Regions from separate parts of the Sus scrofa genome. Here all the other regions are linked to region 1. The links are chromatin contacts, called in public Hi-C and HiChIP or PLAC-seq maps. All regions are on one chromosome and are shown on one strand. The core of a region is the stretch at or near the end of the contact, and the rest is flanking DNA. Distances in the headings are between cores, read along the strand shown. Region 1 holds the start of ATF4 (activating transcription factor 4). Region 2 holds the start of APOBEC3B (apolipoprotein B mRNA editing enzyme, catalytic polypeptide-like 3F). Region 3 holds the start of CBX7 (chromobox protein homolog 7).

The links. Hi-C and Micro-C count contacts between places; a contact is called where the count stands out from the background. HiChIP or PLAC-seq counts read pairs in DNA pulled down with a chosen protein or histone mark.
Region 2: a Hi-C map of liver shows a contact between it and region 1, with 3 times the contacts expected there. The contact joins the promoter of APOBEC3B here to the promoter of ATF4 in region 1. A contact is called at or near these places in 1 of 47 Hi-C or Micro-C datasets (liver) and 1 of 2 datasets of contacts at active chromatin or transcription factors (alveolar macrophages).
Region 3: a contact with region 1 is called in an H3K27ac HiChIP or PLAC-seq map of alveolar macrophages. The contact joins the promoter of CBX7 here to the promoter of ATF4 in region 1. A contact is called at or near these places in 1 of 5 promoter capture datasets (fetal liver), 1 of 47 Hi-C or Micro-C datasets (liver) and 1 of 2 datasets of contacts at active chromatin or transcription factors (alveolar macrophages).

The regions. Positions count from the first base shown.
Region 1 is chr5:8,743,331-8,746,668 of Sscrofa11.1, forward strand. ATF4 (activating transcription factor 4) reads right to left here and starts at 1,706. Exons shown (of 4, transcript NM_001123078.1): 1 at 1,524-1,706; 2 at 634-951; 3 at 1-537. The coding sequence starts at 859.
Region 2 is chr5:9,114,241-9,117,578 of Sscrofa11.1, forward strand. It overlaps APOBEC3B (apolipoprotein B mRNA editing enzyme, catalytic polypeptide-like 3F), which reads right to left and starts at 1,725. Exons shown (of 8, transcript NM_001097446.1): 1 at 1,577-1,725. The coding sequence starts at 1,656.
Region 3 is chr5:9,068,847-9,072,184 of Sscrofa11.1, forward strand. CBX7 (chromobox protein homolog 7) reads left to right here and starts at 1,466. Exons shown (of 6, transcript XM_013997510.2): 1 at 1,466-1,757. The coding sequence starts at 1,689.

The DNA of each region.
Region 1 (3,338 bases), core at 456-2,955:
GCCGGACAGAACCACAAGGGGCCCCGGGAGAGAGCAAGCTCCTACTTGGAGAGGCCCTGGAGGTGGAGGGACTGTGCTGGGGAGAGCCCAGATAGGAGTCAGGGCTCATACAGATGCCACTGTCATTATCTGAGGGGGCATCCTCTTCCTTTATGCATTGAGGAATCAAGGTAATGTAAGTAGTGGAGTCTGGCTTCCTATCTCCTTCCGAGATTTCCACTTCACCCTGTATCTCTAAACTAAAGGAATTATCTGGAGTGGAAGACAGGGCCCCTGGGGAAAGGGGAAGAGTTTGCAAGAACGTAAAGGGGGCAACCTGGTCAGTTGTTGGTAAACTTTCTGGGAGATGGCCAATTGGGTTCACTATCTGCGGGGGCTCCTGGAGTGGGGGGTCAAAGAGATCACATGTGTCATCCAACGTGGCCAAAAGCTCATCTGGCATGGTTTCCAGGTCATCTATACCCAACAGGGCATCGAAGTCGAACTCCTTCAGATCCATTTTCTCCACCATCCAGTCTGTCCCGGAGAAAGCATCCTCTGCAAGAGATTTAAGAGGGACGGAACCCAGAGTCAGATGCACGCGGCAGCAAGGCTTTATCACCAGACCCCACCGGCAGGGAAAAGCCCACTCACCCTTGCTGTTGTCTGAGGCACTGACCAACCCATCCACAGCCAGCCATTCGGAGGAGCCCGCCTTAGCTTTGTCGCCGGAGAACCCATGAGGTTTGAAGTGCTTGGCCACCTCCAGATATTCGTCTAAGAGCCCTAAGCTCTCTTCAGCCCCCAAACCCGACGGGTCGAAGGGGGACATCAAGTCCCCCACCAACACCTCGCTGCTCAGGAAGCTCATCTCGGCCATGTTGCGGAGTTTTGATGGAATCGAGGAATGTGCTTAATTCGAAGGTGTCTTTGTCGGTTACAGCAACGCTGCTGCTGAATGCCGTGAGAAGCCTTAACAGGAACCAGAAACCAAGCCCCATTAGAGAACAGCTGGTCTGAGCCTTTCGCCTCTCCACCCCCGGGGCAGGACGGCCAAATCCCGACCCCGTGTGGTTGTTGAGACTTGGGGGCCGCTGGCCCCGGCTGCCAACCTTCCCCGCGTCCGCCTGGCGGCGCAAGATGGACGCCCGGCCGTTCCCCGACCCGCCACCAGAGGAAGGCGCCCGGTCCTCCCGGCCGAGTCCGGCCCCGCCCACGCCCGCCCGTGACTCACGCCGCGGCCGCCGCCCTGCCCCGCCGCCATCTTGGCTGCTGCCACGTTTCGTGGAGCCCCAGGGGGAGCCCCGGCCCCCCGGCCGGGGCCGGAGGTACCGAGGACTTCGCCCCACGCCCGAACAGCGCAGCGGCCTCTCGACCCAGGGGCGCTGGCGCTTCGGCGTCACCCCATCAGCGGCCACGCGTCCCGGGCGCTCGTAAAACCGCTTCCCCCTCCGCGACGCCGCCGGACCGCGCCCCAGCATCAGACAAGAACCCTTCACCGACCCGGGGGGACACGGCCCAGAGCGTCGGGCCCCGGTACTTACGCCATGGCTTAAGCCGCTGGGGGGTGCCGCTGCAGAGCCTGGTGCTGCTGCCGCCGCTGCAAAGGCCAATGCTGCCGCAGGCACTGCTGCCTCTAATACGCCATGGCGGCCGCGGACCCTGCGGGAGCGGAGGAAGAAAAGCGCCCACTCGCAGAAAAGGACTACATCTACAGCGGAGAGGAAAAGAAATGGCGGCGGTTCGCCGAGCGCGGGTCCTTTATAGACTCTGCCTCTGTGGGACGCATCACAGAGAATATTCTTCCGCCTAGGTCACGTGACCAGCGCCTCCCACCCACGCGCTTTCATTTAACCGACGCCCCTACCATTTCCAGTCTCTGACTTTTATGTCGAGGGCGAAACTGTGAGGACCAAATGAGTTACTTTTATTTACAGCCTCAAAAAAGGGCGCACTACTTTACAAGGCTTTTGAGATCTAAGGATCACCACCGTCCGCTGCCGGGATGCGCGGAAGGATCTTGCACAGCTACTTCCGGTGCTAGCCCGAGAGGCGGAGACGAGTCTTTCACCCCAAGAAGGGCTTTTATTGTGAAGTACGAGGTCTCCTGGTTATCGCGCGAGCTACTGGCGGAGAGCGCGCGTCGAAATGATTGGTTAGGCATGGTGAGTCATATATACATCGAGTTTCTATTGGCTCAGGCTCCGAGGCGGGCGGGTTGTTCAGCGAGGGAGCCCCTGATCTGCGCGGGAAGGTGGGTGAGGTTCCCGCCGCCGGGCCCCGGCGTCCTGCTCGCCGTAGCGCCGCTCTGCAAAGGCTCCCTCAGCCCCGCCCACCCAGCTGGCCTTGATTGCCCCGGGCAGCCCTGGCCCAGATCCAAATAGTGGCGTTAGGTCCGAATCCTCGTGGTCCTTTCCTGCCGCCCTTGGAGAAGCTCCGAACTAGGGACCGGGTTTAGGCCCGAATGTGAAACTAGTCAAGAGTAAATGTTATTTCGTCTGTTTTCACTTGCACACACTTGCAGAATACTGAGGACGTGTGAACCCTTCAGTAACTGGAAGGGGAGACTGATGACCTCAGCTGAGATCCACCTACCATCAAAGGCCTGCTCTGCGTCCTGACTCAACTCTGTAGAGGCGAGTCGAGTGGAGGAAATCCATAATCCTGTGGTCTAAACAATTGTATTTTTACATATCCATTCTGCTAAAATACAAGTTTCCTTTTATGTTAAAGAATGAAACCTATGACAGGGGAACTTCTTTCAGTTTATGTAGTTTCACTTCCCCTAAAAATGAGGTATTTTATTTAGCTGCTCTTTCTCACTCTAGGGTAGTTTCAATTATTTACCAACTCTGTAACTCCGCGGCATAACCACTTCCCAGCAAGTCCTACTGCCTGGGTGCTTGATCAGACCTGCCCACTTAGGGGAATTTGTGTGTTTGGAGGCCACAGTCCAGGTTAGGGCCAGTAACTTGCCCTCTCTACTGGGGAACTGTCAAGAGCTAGGAGAAAGCTCTTTCACCATCTTCCAGTCCTCCAATCAGGCCCTGTAGGGAAACCTTGAGTTTCCACTCCCCTTCATTTCAGTGGGCCCTACAAATATTATTTCTATGAGGACAGTGAGGTCAAAAATTGGTCAGGCACTTCCTACATAACAACTAACCATTCATTGATTTGAGTCAGTCTAGCCCAACCATTTCTTTACAGTGGTAAGCTGATGACTAAAGGCATGACATGTCTTGCCTGGTGTGGGCAGTATGGGGTAGGAGTTATGACAGATTTAAGGGCCAATTCCAAAAAATCTTGGCTTTCCCATTTATTAGTGGAGACATTCTGGTTAAGTGACTTACCCCCACTGA
Region 2 (3,338 bases), core at 475-2,974, 370 kb after region 1:
ATCCTTAACCTCCCTGAGCGAGGCCAGGGATCAAACCCGCAAACTCATGGTTCCTAGTTGGATTTGCTTCCACTGTGCCACAACGGGAACTCTTTTTTTAGTTTTTGTTTGTTTGTTTGTTTTGTTGGCTTTTTTTTTTTTTTACTTGTGCATATATTTTTTAATTAATTAATTAATTATTTATTTCTCTTTTTTGGCCACCCTGTAGCATATGGAGTCCCAGGCCAGAGATCAGATCCCAGCCACAGTTGCAACCTAAGTCACCACCATGGCAATGCTGGATCCTTAACCCAGTGTGCCAGGTAACTGGGGATTGAACCTGCGTCCCAGCGCTCCCAAGACACTGTCAATTCCCTTGTGCCACAGTGGGAACTCCTTGGGTTTTTTTTGTTTTTCTGGTTTTTTTTTTTAATGTCAGCTTAACACCTACATTCACAGGCTCCGGCTAGTGTCCCAAGTGTTTGTATCTGAACTATCTCCTCCTCCCCAAATCCTGCGGGAGCCATGCCCACTTTATAGAGGAGGAAACAGCAACACAGAGAGGCAAGGAGCCTGCCCTTCTCTAAGAGCAGTAAATGATGGACCTGGGTCCCCTGACAGGGCAAGGCCATTTCCAGGTTTTCCATGATGTGACCTTGCAGCTGTGGACAGCCTTGGAGGTGGTTTTCTTTCTCAATTTTTTTTTTTTCTTTTCTTTTTAGGGTTGCTCCTGTGATACATGGAGGTTCCCAGGCTAGGGGTCGAATCGGAGCTATAGCTGCCGGCCTACACCACAGCCACAGCAACAGGGCTCTGAGCCACATCTGCGACCCACACCACAGCTCACGGTGATGCCAGATCCTTAACCCACTGAGTGAGGCCAGGGATCAAACCTGCATCCTCATGGATACTAGTTGGGTTCACAACCCGCTGAGTCGCAATGGGAACTCCCTCCTACTTAATTTTAAAACAGAGGGGTTTCTCCCCATCTTTCCTCCAAGTTCCCCATTCATGGTTTGGTTATAAACCTGAAGCGTGGTCACCTAGGTTGGGCCAGATTTGTGAAGAGTCGGCATTTATTTTGCTGCTCACTGTGGAGATATTCTTGGAAGACATGATTTATCTTCTTGCCTCAGAGAACTAGTCTCTCTGTTTAAATGCTACAGAAGATCCATCAAAGTGCTTTGAACAAAATTCACCCACGGCTTCCATCCTCCCTTAGCCAAATTCTAAGCATTAAGACAGCACAGATATTTCCGACCAATAGGGGGTGCAGACCCCCAGAGGCAGGGAGGGGACCATCCAGCCCCACAGACAGACTTTCAGACCGAGGGCAGGGCAGGAGGACCCTCGGGGCTGGGTGGAGGTGTAGGAGGGGCCAGTTTGGAAGCCAGAGTGGGGGCACCCTCCCCCCCCCAGAAGAGGGCAAAGACCCCAGAAGGGAGTGGGCCCTGCAGAGAAGGAGCCCAGAGAGGGAACGGAAAGAGGCTGGGAATGCCGGGGCTCTGGGGATGAGGAGGCCGAGGACAGAGGCACAGCCCTAGAAAGGGCTGCAGAGAGGGGGGCCTCGTGGGACAGCGTGGGCGGGTGGCGGTACCTGATCCTGGGCCTCTGGCCGTAGCCTCCTCGGCTGGCTGGTCCCGGCCCTGGCCATTGTCTCAGGCGCTGAGGATCCATTTCCTCCCCCAGGGCTCCAGTGTAGGAAGAGCCCCTTATCTGAGAGTGACCTCCCAGGCCGTCTCAGCGGAGGCCCCACCTCCTTCCTGCTTTGGCACCAGGGGTGGGAGGGCCCCAGGGTGGTTTGCTTCCTCAGGCTCAGACCCACCTTCTCTTGGGCCCTCCCTCTTGGCAGAGCTCAGCCTCTGATGCAGCCGGGGCCCCTCCGAGCAGCAGGACCCAATGTTACACAAAGGGAAAGAGAAAGTAAAGATGCCAGAGGAAGAGGGGAGGATGGACAGCCCCTGGCTGCAAAGAGCGGGGGACAGAGGCTGGCTCCCACTGGCAGTGGGGCAGGCTGGAGCCCTCTCAGCACCCCCACCTCCTGCGCCCAGCCCAAATCTGCACCCAATTCTTTGCTCTGTACCTGCCTGTTGAATGAATGGAGGTGATGAGAAAGCGTGGACCCCGGGGTCAGGACGCCTCGCTTTCTCCTGGCACAGCCGGAAGTAAGGGGGCAGATGTGCTTTGCATTCTTACTTCTGCGCTTGGTCCTCTGCAAGAGTCCCCACAGCCTTCCTGGGGCAGAGAGGGTGTGCTTGCCAGAAGGTTCTCTTTACAAGGACACTCTTCCCCCATGGAGGGCGGAGGGTCTCAGCCTCATGACCTCATCTAAACCTGACCCTCTGAGGCCGAATAATAATTCAGGTCGTTCGTGTAGGAACGTGGGCTTCGATATATTCCCTGACGGATGGCCATGGTTTAAGATTTGTAAAAACTCAGCAAGACAAACGGGCCTTGCTTGTTGGAAGATTAACTCTTGAAAGTTTGCTCTACATCAAGATGGGAAGTAACCCCTGACCTATACCTTTGACGGTCAGCAAAAGAGTGTGATGAGTGGTGACTCCGAGTCTAGGGGAAAGAAGAGCAAAAGCAACCACAACACTTACATGGCAAGTGCACCTCTAAGATCCCTATTGGACATAGGACGGATGTAGGTAAACTGGGCAAGGCCAAGGGGCAAAAGAGCTGATATCTGGCCCCCACGTTGGTACCTACCCCCGTCCTTAAGAAATGAAAACCTCCATAGAATGAAAGAAAGGGGGACTCTTCCTCCCCTTCCCAGTGTCTGTGCTGGGAGCTATTTGCTTTCTTGTAATAAAGACTTTTGCTTGCTTACTGCCCTGTATGTTCGTGAAGTTCATTCTTCGGCTCCATGAATAGGAACTTGGATTCCGGCAACATCTTTCCGGTAAAAATCCCAGATGCCTCCCCTTCAAATTCCGTTACCCTGGGGGTTAGGGCTATAACAGAGGAGAACAAACCTGACTCCATACTGGCTCTGTTTCCTTTAGTGCTTACCCTTGCTGTCGGTTGCCTGTACCTAGTCATGCTGGCTCTGCCCCTTTGTCAAAGAACATTGCCTGGAGCCTGAAACAGGTGTGATAGCCCCTTCTCCAGCTGCTGACCTTTCAAGGTACACTTTTCCATTCATATAGAGAGAAAAAGTTGCAGAACAGACAATAGCAATTGTCTTGCTGGAGGCTTATCACGAGGTCTGTGACCAGACCTACTTGGAACAGCTTCAAGAACAAAGGGTTCCTGCAAACCAGCCACACACACACACACCCCCTTGTGGTATAGAAGAAACCTGAATTCTGTCTACCTCGGGTAAGATAGTTCTTTGAGACATGAGTCCAGCA
Region 3 (3,338 bases), core at 216-2,715, 330 kb after region 1:
CCATTCAGCCAAGTTATATGTCATTGTTTTGTGTATTTTGATTCTATTTTTATCCAGAAGACATTGTTATCATGACATACTATCCATGTTCCTTATTGTTCTTTATTCCCTATTGCAGCAGACTTTTGTCTGTGATCATCTTCCTCCTGCCTGAAGTTCCTCCGTTGGAATTTCCTTTAGGGAGGGTCTCCTGGTGGCAAGGTCTTGGTTTTCGTATCTATGAATGTTATGATTACACTTTGTTCTAGAAAGATGTTTTCACTGGGTGCTTAAATTTTGAAATAAAATTTCACTGAATTTCGACGATGATGCTTATTTTCTGTCAGGGCTCTGAATATATCATTCTACCACCTTCCCACTGGCTTCCGCTGCTCCTGATAAAAAGTCAGTGTAAACCTATTTCTTTGTTTCCAGACAGAGGCGTTTTTTCCAGACAGAGGGCAACAGGGGGGCCACGGAAGGTTTCTAAGCACTCGGAGCACTCCGTCAGATCTGCACTTCAGAAAGCACCCTCTGGCACTGTGTGGACACGGGCGGCTCGGAGGGGTGGGCAGTGAGAAGGTTGCCCAGAGAACGGACATGGGGTGTGGAGGGGAGGAGATCAGAGAGGCGGGACTTGGGGTCATTGCAGCAGGAGTTGGGAATCAGAGAGGCAAGGATGACTAGGGTTCCGAGCTAGGATGAACGGTGGCGCCGTAGCGGAAACAGAGGGGAGGTGAGGATAAACGGTTCGTTCGGGACCTCCCGATGCATTCATTCCAGAAACAGTCGAACACCTACTTATGTGCCAAAAGCCAAAAGCATGTGACTGGGGACTCGTGGCTGCGTGGCACCAAATTCCGTCCCACTGTGCACCTTAGATCTGTCGCGGCTGCACCCGTCGCCAAGTATTGCCTCGAAGTAGCCGCCGCGTGGGATCCCGAAGCCTCAGCACAAGCACCGGCAGACCCGCTGACCGACAGAAGAATGGACAAGCGGGCGCCCGCTCAGGACTGGCCAAATCACGCCGCTCAGGAGCCGGTATCTAGAAAGACCACCGTGCGGAGAAGCCCCAACGCATTGGGAAACCTTGGCCGTCCCCGCCCTCCTGCCCCCCAAGGGTCCGTTTCGCGACCCCGCCTGTCGTTTGTGCGAGGTGGGGCACATGGTCTCCCCGCTCTGCCGGTGTCCTCATCTGCCCAACCCGGGCCATGCCGTTTCCGGCCCCTCAGAGTCACCGGGAGGATTTTAGGAAATGCGTCCGGGTAGTAAGAGCTCGGAGCCGAGCAGCGACTGCACCAAATAAGTCCCGCGAGCCCGCAGCTCCAGCGAGCGGCGCGGAGCCCGCAGGTCGGGCGGGGCGGAGCTCCAGTGGGGGCGGGGCGGGGCGGAGCCAGGAAGGAGGGAGGGAGGGAGGGGCGTGACCTGCCCAGCGCGAGCCGAGCCCCCGCCCCGCCCCCGCCCCCGCCCCGCGCGCTCGCTCGCTCGCTCGCGCGCGCCGAGGAAAACGTTGCGCAGGTTCAAAAATGGAACGTCGGCGGCGTGAGGGAGCGCGAGGGGGTGTGCGCGCGTGCGCGTGCGCGTGCGCGCCCGGGCGAGGGTGACGGGGTCCCCGCTGGCCCGAGCATCGCGCGCCGCAGACGCGGCCCCGCAGCTCCGCCCCCGGCCCGGCCCGGCCAGGCCCCGGGCCCGCTCGCCCGCCGCCCCACATGGAGCTGTCAGCCATCGGCGAGCAGGTGTTCGCCGTAGAGAGCATCCGGAAGAAGCGCGTGCGGAAGGTGAGGCTGCCCGGGGGCGGCTCCCAGGACCCCTGTGGGGTCCCCTCTTGTCCTCAGCACTGTCACCTTCAAGCTGGAGGCGACGGCGAAAGTGGGGCAGGGGTGCCCAGGCAGCTCCGCACTGCCGGGCTCCCATCCCCAACCCGTGCCTCAGTTTCCCCCGCTACCTTGTAGGGCTAGTAGTATAAAAGTTGTCACCCCAGGATGCTGGGGGCAGATAAGCTCGCCAGAGCTAGAAATTAGGATCAGACCGTAGGGATCCTGAATGTCATCCTTTCTCATCCTCCCCTCATTCTAAATATAGGGAAACTGAGGCCCAAATGAAGAAACGGCTTGCCTAGTGTGTTCGACGCAGATCGGGGTCTCGAACTCAGGACTCTGGACTCTTGGTGCCAAGTCCTTTGAAGTTGGAGGCGGAGCTTTGGAAAAAGCCGTCTCTTAGTCTCTGAAGTCTAACTGCTGGACTTCGACCTTTTCCGATTCCTTCCACACCCTCACCTCCGAGTCTCTCCCCTCTGCCAGTGCACGCCCCCGTCTTCCCCTCCCCAACTCGCAGCCCCGCCCGGCCAGGCCAGCCGGGCTCCGAGAAGCTGCCTACAGCGCTGGGGCATCCACGAAGCTCCTCCCCCTTCGCCTTCGCCTCCAAAACATACACCCTGCAATTTAAGGAGGCATCTCTTCCGCTGGGTTTGGTCCCTGTGCCTCAGGGCTGGACTTTGGCCGTGCACACGTTTGCAAAGTGATCCGGCCCCAGACTGGAGGCTGGGGACGAAGTGTTTGAGGAAAGTTCCTGTCCCCAGCACGCACCACCATCCTTTTGCCTTATCTCCTCTCCGCAGCCCCTTGGGAAATTCTAGCGGCAGGATAGGAAGAGGTCTTAAAGAGTTCATCTCCTTGTATTTGACCAAGGCACAGACTGAGGCCCGGGCTGGGGAAGTAGCCTGGTCAAGGTCACACAGCAAGTTAGAGATAAAAGTAGAGCCAGGAGCTCCAATTGGCTGATTGCCAACTCATCTTTGGAGAGAAAAAATCCAGTCCTGGCATCTTGGGCTAAGAGTGGCAGTCAAGGTGGGCCGTGACATTCTATTCTTGCCCCAACTGCAACGAGGCGGAGTTCTGTCTTCAAGTCCGGGCTGCCTCTCCTTCTCCCTTCCTCCAGAGTTTCCTCAATTTTAATCTGTTCCACAAAGCTCAGTGCTTTCCACGCAGTGAGGCCAGAGCAGGTACGGCAATTACCTGCTTACTTCTCCACGGCCCCTGGGGGTAATGCCATAGAGTGAGGAGCCTCATGCTTTAAGCCATTCATTCAAAATATATTCATTGAGGATCTGTTGTGTACCAGGCACCATTCTAAGCCCCGAGGAGAGCGCTCCTTCCCTGGAGGAGCTGGCAATCTGGCAGACAAGACACACAATGAAAGAGGAAATAAATATAGATGCTGTCCAACCCGGCTGTGTGCCACACAGAAAGAGAACTGTACGGTGAGAGGGAAGGTATTATGGTATTAGGAGGTGACCTGTCTTGGACCTAACATTCCGTGGTGGAGGGGCCGTCACCCATCGGTTGGGGTCAGACTTTTTT